Linked DNA regions of Sus scrofa: region 2 is linked to region 1. Evidence: chromatin contacts called from public promoter capture Hi-C data. All regions are on one chromosome and are shown on one strand. The core of a region is the stretch at or near the end of the contact, and the rest is flanking DNA. Distances in the headings are between cores, read along the strand shown.

Region 1 (2,700 bases), core at 87-2,586:
CAACTTGCAGAATGGGAGAAAATAGTTTCAAATGATGCAACTGACAAGGGCCTAATCTCTAAAATATACAAACAACTTATACATCTTAACAGCAAAAAACCAACAACCCAATTGAAAAATGGGCAAAAGACCTAAATAGACATTTCTCCAAGCAAGATATACAGATGGCCAACAAGCACTTGAAACAATGCTCAACATCACTGATTATTAGAGAAATGCAAATCAAAAGTACCATGAGATACCACCTCACACCAGTCAGAATGGCCATCATTAATAAGTCCACAAATAACAAATGCTGGAGGGGTGTGGGGAAAAGGGAACCCTCCTGCACTGTTGGTGGGAATGTAAGCTGGTACAGCCACTATGGAGAACAGTATTGGAGGCACCTTAGAAAACCATACATAGAACTACCATATGACCTAGCAATCCCACTCTTGGGCATATATGCGTACAAGAGTTTCCTTGAAAAAGGCACATGCACCTGCATGTTCATTGCAGCACTATTCACAATAGCCAATCATGGAATCAACCCAAATGTCCACTGATAAGATGACTGCATCAGGAAGATGTGGTATATATACACAATGGATACTACTTGGCCATAAAAAAGAATAAAATAATGCCATTTGTAGCAGCATGGATGGAACTAGAGACTCTCATCCTGAGTGAAGTAAGTCAGAAAGAAAAAGACAAATACCATATGATAACACTTATATCTGAAATATAATATATAGCACAAAGGAAACTTTCACAGAAAAGAAAATCATGGACTTGGAGAATAGACTTGTGGTTGCCAAGGGGGAAGGGGAGGAGTGGGAGGGACTGGGAGCTTGGGGTAAATAGATGCAGACTGTAGCCTTTGGGATGGATTAGCAATGAGATCCTGCTGTGTAGCACTGGGAACTCTGTCTAGTCACTTATGATGGAACACGTAATGTGAGAAAAAAGAATGTATACATGTAAATGTAACTGGGTCACCATGCTGTACAGTAGAAAAAAATATATATATAAATAAAAGATAAAAAAAAAAAGAAGAAAGAAGTTCCCATCGTGGCGCAGTAGAAATGAATCTGATTAGGAACCATGAGGTTGCAGGTTCAATCCTGGCCTCACTCAGTGGGTTAAGGATCCAGTGTTGCAGTGAGCTGTGGTGTAGGTTGAAGACACGGCTCGGATATGGCATTGCTGTGGCTGTGGTGTAGATCAGCAGCTATTGCTCCAATTCAGACCCTAGCCTGGGAACCTCTATATGCTTCGGGAGCGGCCCTACAAAAGGCAAAAAAAGATAGGAAAAAAAAAAAAAAAGAAGAAAACGAAACTTATCAGTAGAGGGCGTGCTGTGTTGTGATATGTTTGTCACTTTGAGTTTCACTTTCCTTTCTTTGAAACAGGCAGCCCTGATCTCAGCAGAACCATCACCAAACCGTGGCTGCTCCATAAATCAGAGCAGAGAATACTCCATTTACGCCCCATCCAACTCTGAAAACAGGTAAGTGACTTCCCCACCAGGCAATGTCTCCTAGTTGTGCAGTGAAGAAAGTTGCTTGTTCTTTCTTGGAAAACAGAGTGAAATCACTAGTATAATCACACTTTCCTCTTTGTTTTGTTTTTTAGTGAATGTTTCCAACACAGGAAACTGTAGAGAAAAAATGAACTCTACTGTAATCTTATACAGTTCTATCAGAGTTTTTAAAATGATTTGCTTTATTTAATTAGAATAGTTATTTCCCCCTTAAAAACAAAAGTGTTGTGAACTGGTGTGACATTATCTATGAGTCTCTCCTGATGTTCTCTTGTTTTTGCCTCCTTCCTAGAGGGAAAAACGCTATCCAGGCTTTTGTATAAATTATTGTCTTGCATGTTTTTATGCTTTTACCATCTGTATGTATCTAAATATGACCTCTGCTTTGTATGTTAACAGTTTATATATGGTATCATACTAATAATATCATTCTCAACTTGTTTTTCTCCAGTCAAGATCAACTCTGAGCTTTATCCATGTTGATACAAATAGGTCTAGTTCAGTCACTTGAATGCTCTTTAGTATCTCATTGTATAAATATGCCAAAATTTGTACCTCGACTCTTTTTTTTTTTTTTTTTCTTTCTTTTTTTCTTTTTCTTTTTTTTTTTTAAGGACTGCACCGGCAGCATATGGAGGCTCCCAGGCTAAGGGTCCAATCAGAGCTGTTGCCACCGGCCTACGCCAGAGCCATAGCAATGCCAGATCCGAGCCGCCTCTGACCTACACCACAGCTCACAGCAATGCCAGATCCTTAACCCACTGAGCGAGGCCAGGGATCAAACCCGAAAGCTCACGGCTCCTAGTCGGATTCATCTCCCCTGCACCATGACGGGAACTCCTGTACATCAACTCTTCTAATGTCACCATATACAATGCTGCTATGAATATGCTTACTTTCCAAAATGATACCTGCCCATTAGGACAATGTAAATACTCTTGAATCTCTATATCCTGGTCAAGTATTAGTATCACTGGATGTTTGATGTGAAATGATATCCTACTATTATTTAATTTACAGTTCCTTGTCACTAGAATGCTTGAATATTTTTTCATAGGTTTATAGCCCATTTGAGTTGCTTCATTTGTGAATTTTCTCATCACATACTTGGACTAATTTTTTCAGGTTGTGTGAGGTTTTCTTATTTTTTAAAAGAAATTCTTTATATATGTTGAATA
Region 2 (2,700 bases), core at 87-2,586, 600 kb before region 1:
ATTTTGACTCAAACAATCCTTTAACCAACTGGAGGGTGAAAAGTAGGTTAAGGAAGTCAACTTCTAATGCAATGAAAATACACCACAAGATTAGTTTCTGATTACCATTAGTTTAACAGCCTACTCAAAAAGCGTCTAGCACCTAATGTGCATTGGGTCTTAACAAGATTCTTACTGTTGCTTAAACACCAAGTCCACACCAACAATATTCTAAAGTTACAATTATATTAAGGGAATTTAACGAAGGCAAAGTTCAAATTACATCCTGGAGCACAACATACTTTTTTTTAAAACAGCTTTCGCTTAGGAAAGAAGTGACTTCAGGGCAAATGTACGCACCTACGTAATACAAAGAGGTCTGCTCAGTTTACGACTCCGAACTGAGAGGTAGATTCAAATTGAAACTTCGGGTATAATGGGCCTGAAGCCATTTTGAGAAATAAGAGAGAAGGAACGGTAGAAGACAAGTCAATCCCGCCCTGAGGAGGGATTCCAACCCGGGATACCAGTGCTCTCATAATTCTTGTAGGTGTGAAAGCTTATGGCCACCGAAAGATTAATTGCGAGAGAGCTCGAATGGGCTGGAAAGTCTAAAAAATGCTTTAATGACAGATACCTTTCCTTACTATGGCTCCTGCGGACGGACCCTAGTCCTTTGCCAAACTCATTACCAGAAGCTTCCACACTATTGTGTAAAACTACGCGCGCTTTATCCCATGGAGGATGATGTTCACTCTGAGAAAAAGGAAATCTTAACTCCTTGGAGAAAAAAGCGTGAGTGCCGCAGAAGCGGGAGAAAAACCTAAAGCCATCTTCGCGTAGTTCGCGTCGGGGTTCCAAGTGGCTTAAACGCCGAGGACACAAAACCGAATTCCAGCCTCTCGTCGGCAACACCAACGTGGGGAAACGGGAGACTTCTCACAATTCAGAGCCCGGAAGGGCACTTCTCTCGCTCAGGCGCGAAGTAGCGGCCTACTCAGCCAGCGGCCAATTACCGTGAGCTATCGGGATCCCGCCGCGCGGTCCTGACTTACCTGCCGGGCTCGCTGCAGCGCATCTTTGAAAGCATCGTTAACTCCTCCACCGCCGCCGCCGCCGCCTCCACCACCAGCTGAGCCAGAGGAGGGTGGAGGTACTGTTGAATAATCTGCCATGCTTACACTACAGTGGCCGCTACCGCTTCTTCGTAGAGACCCCTCTGCCAACTGCTAAGAAAGAAAGAAAATGGCGGCCGTCGAGGCTGTATCACATTCTTGTGCGACCATCGTGCCGTAAAGGGGCGGAGACTGAAAGGAGAAAATCTCGCGGTGTTTTGAGGCTACGAGCTGGTATGGGGGTGGGGCTGGGGAGGGCGAAGGCAGCGAGATGTCGCGAGAATTGTCTTTAGGTTTCGCGAGAATGGGGGTCCTTTAGGCACCTCCTCTTTGTGTTCTTAGGTTGAAGTTGTGCGGTGGTCACACGGGGGCGGTGGGTAAGACTGGCAGTGCGGGCGCCAATGGTTCGAGTTTTGGAAAGCCCGAAGAAAAGGAGTAGTTTCTTATCAGTCGCCGGCTCAGGGAAGTAGTGTGGGTGGGTTTCCCTCCGAGGGTCGTGCAGTGTATCCACGGGGAAGGGATGACGTCGATAGGCGTAACGACAGCGCAACAGTGACTCTTGAGAGCGCTGCCTCCAGAAGTGCACCTGGGAGAATTGGGCGAGCTACGCGGCGCGATGATGCTCCGGAAGACGTCTGCCCGGCCTAGCGGGAACGCGGCGTGATTTTCAGGGTAGTAAAGTGTCCCTGTATTTTACTTGTAGATTGTCAGATTTCTTAGTTTTATCACAAGAGGGGATGAATTCAGGGTGGGGGCCTTAGTTCTGGAGCTTATTTCGAAGGTTTTGTGCAAATAATGTGAGTGAGGCTCTGAGGTTATGATTGCCTTTTTCTTTACCTTACCGTGATTGTTCCTAAAACTCAGTTTTAAACAGGTTTTGTAACCTAGTGTGTGTGTACGTATCCCTGGCCACTTTTACTGAGCTCCTTGAAGTTGAGAACAGCATCCATTTCCTGACCAAAATTGACCATATGGCTTCTTAGAAATAGTTTTCCCCAGCTGCAGCCTGTGAGATTTCAAATATAATGTGTTGTATTGCCGTCCCAGGGCTAGATGATGATGACGATTGTTATTATTTGTATTTTCTGTTATCTACTTCAGTTACTGGGTAATTTCCGACGTTCCTTCAGACCTTCAGCTCATGTCGTAGCATATAATTTAATGGTAGTAGTTTCAGACTCATTAGGATGCTTTAGGAGTCGATCGCAGTGATTTTTTACCCCTAAATTCTTTCCTTTGAGGGGACAAAGAATGAGGTAAAGTGAACTTTACCAAGTAAAGTGTTTTGGGTTTTGTGAATTAGGTTTCAAAGTGTACTTGTCCCATTGCTGGTGATGAGTAGAGAGAACTGTGTGCTGCAGTCTTCTTGATACTTAAAATTACTGGGTTCACTTGCTCAAGGACTAAAATAAGTCAGATAACCAAGCAGTTACATGCACAGAGATACACGTGGGGCATCATTTCCCTCTAATGAGCTTTTCTTACCATCCTATCCATTTATAGCTCTGATTATCTTTTTAATTGTGCATAGCCATCTATTTAGATTTGGGGGAAATTTGTATTTGGGAAAGCAGTGAATTTATTGGACTACAGATTTAAGCATAAC

The links. Promoter capture Hi-C pulls out the DNA fragments that hold promoters and counts their contacts.
Region 2: a contact with region 1 is called in a promoter capture Hi-C map of liver, with 10 times the contacts expected there. The contact joins the promoter of FUBP1 here to the promoter of IFI44L in region 1. A contact is called at or near these places in 1 of 5 promoter capture datasets (liver), 2 of 47 Hi-C or Micro-C datasets (embryonic fibroblasts and liver) and 1 of 2 datasets of contacts at active chromatin or transcription factors (alveolar macrophages).

Annotation. Positions count from the first base shown.
Region 1 is chr6:134,677,848-134,680,547 of Sscrofa11.1, reverse strand. It overlaps IFI44L (interferon-induced protein 44-like), which reads left to right and starts at 1,336. Exons shown (of 9, transcript XM_021096421.1): 1 at 1,336-1,489. The coding sequence starts at 1,350.
Region 2 is chr6:135,280,110-135,282,809 of Sscrofa11.1, reverse strand. FUBP1 (far upstream element-binding protein 1) reads right to left here and starts at 1,336. Exons shown (of 20, transcript XM_021096436.1): 1 at 1,035-1,336. The coding sequence starts at 1,154. DNAJB4 (dnaJ homolog subfamily B member 4) reads left to right here and starts at 1,434. Exons shown (of 3, transcript XM_021096446.1): 1 at 1,434-1,766.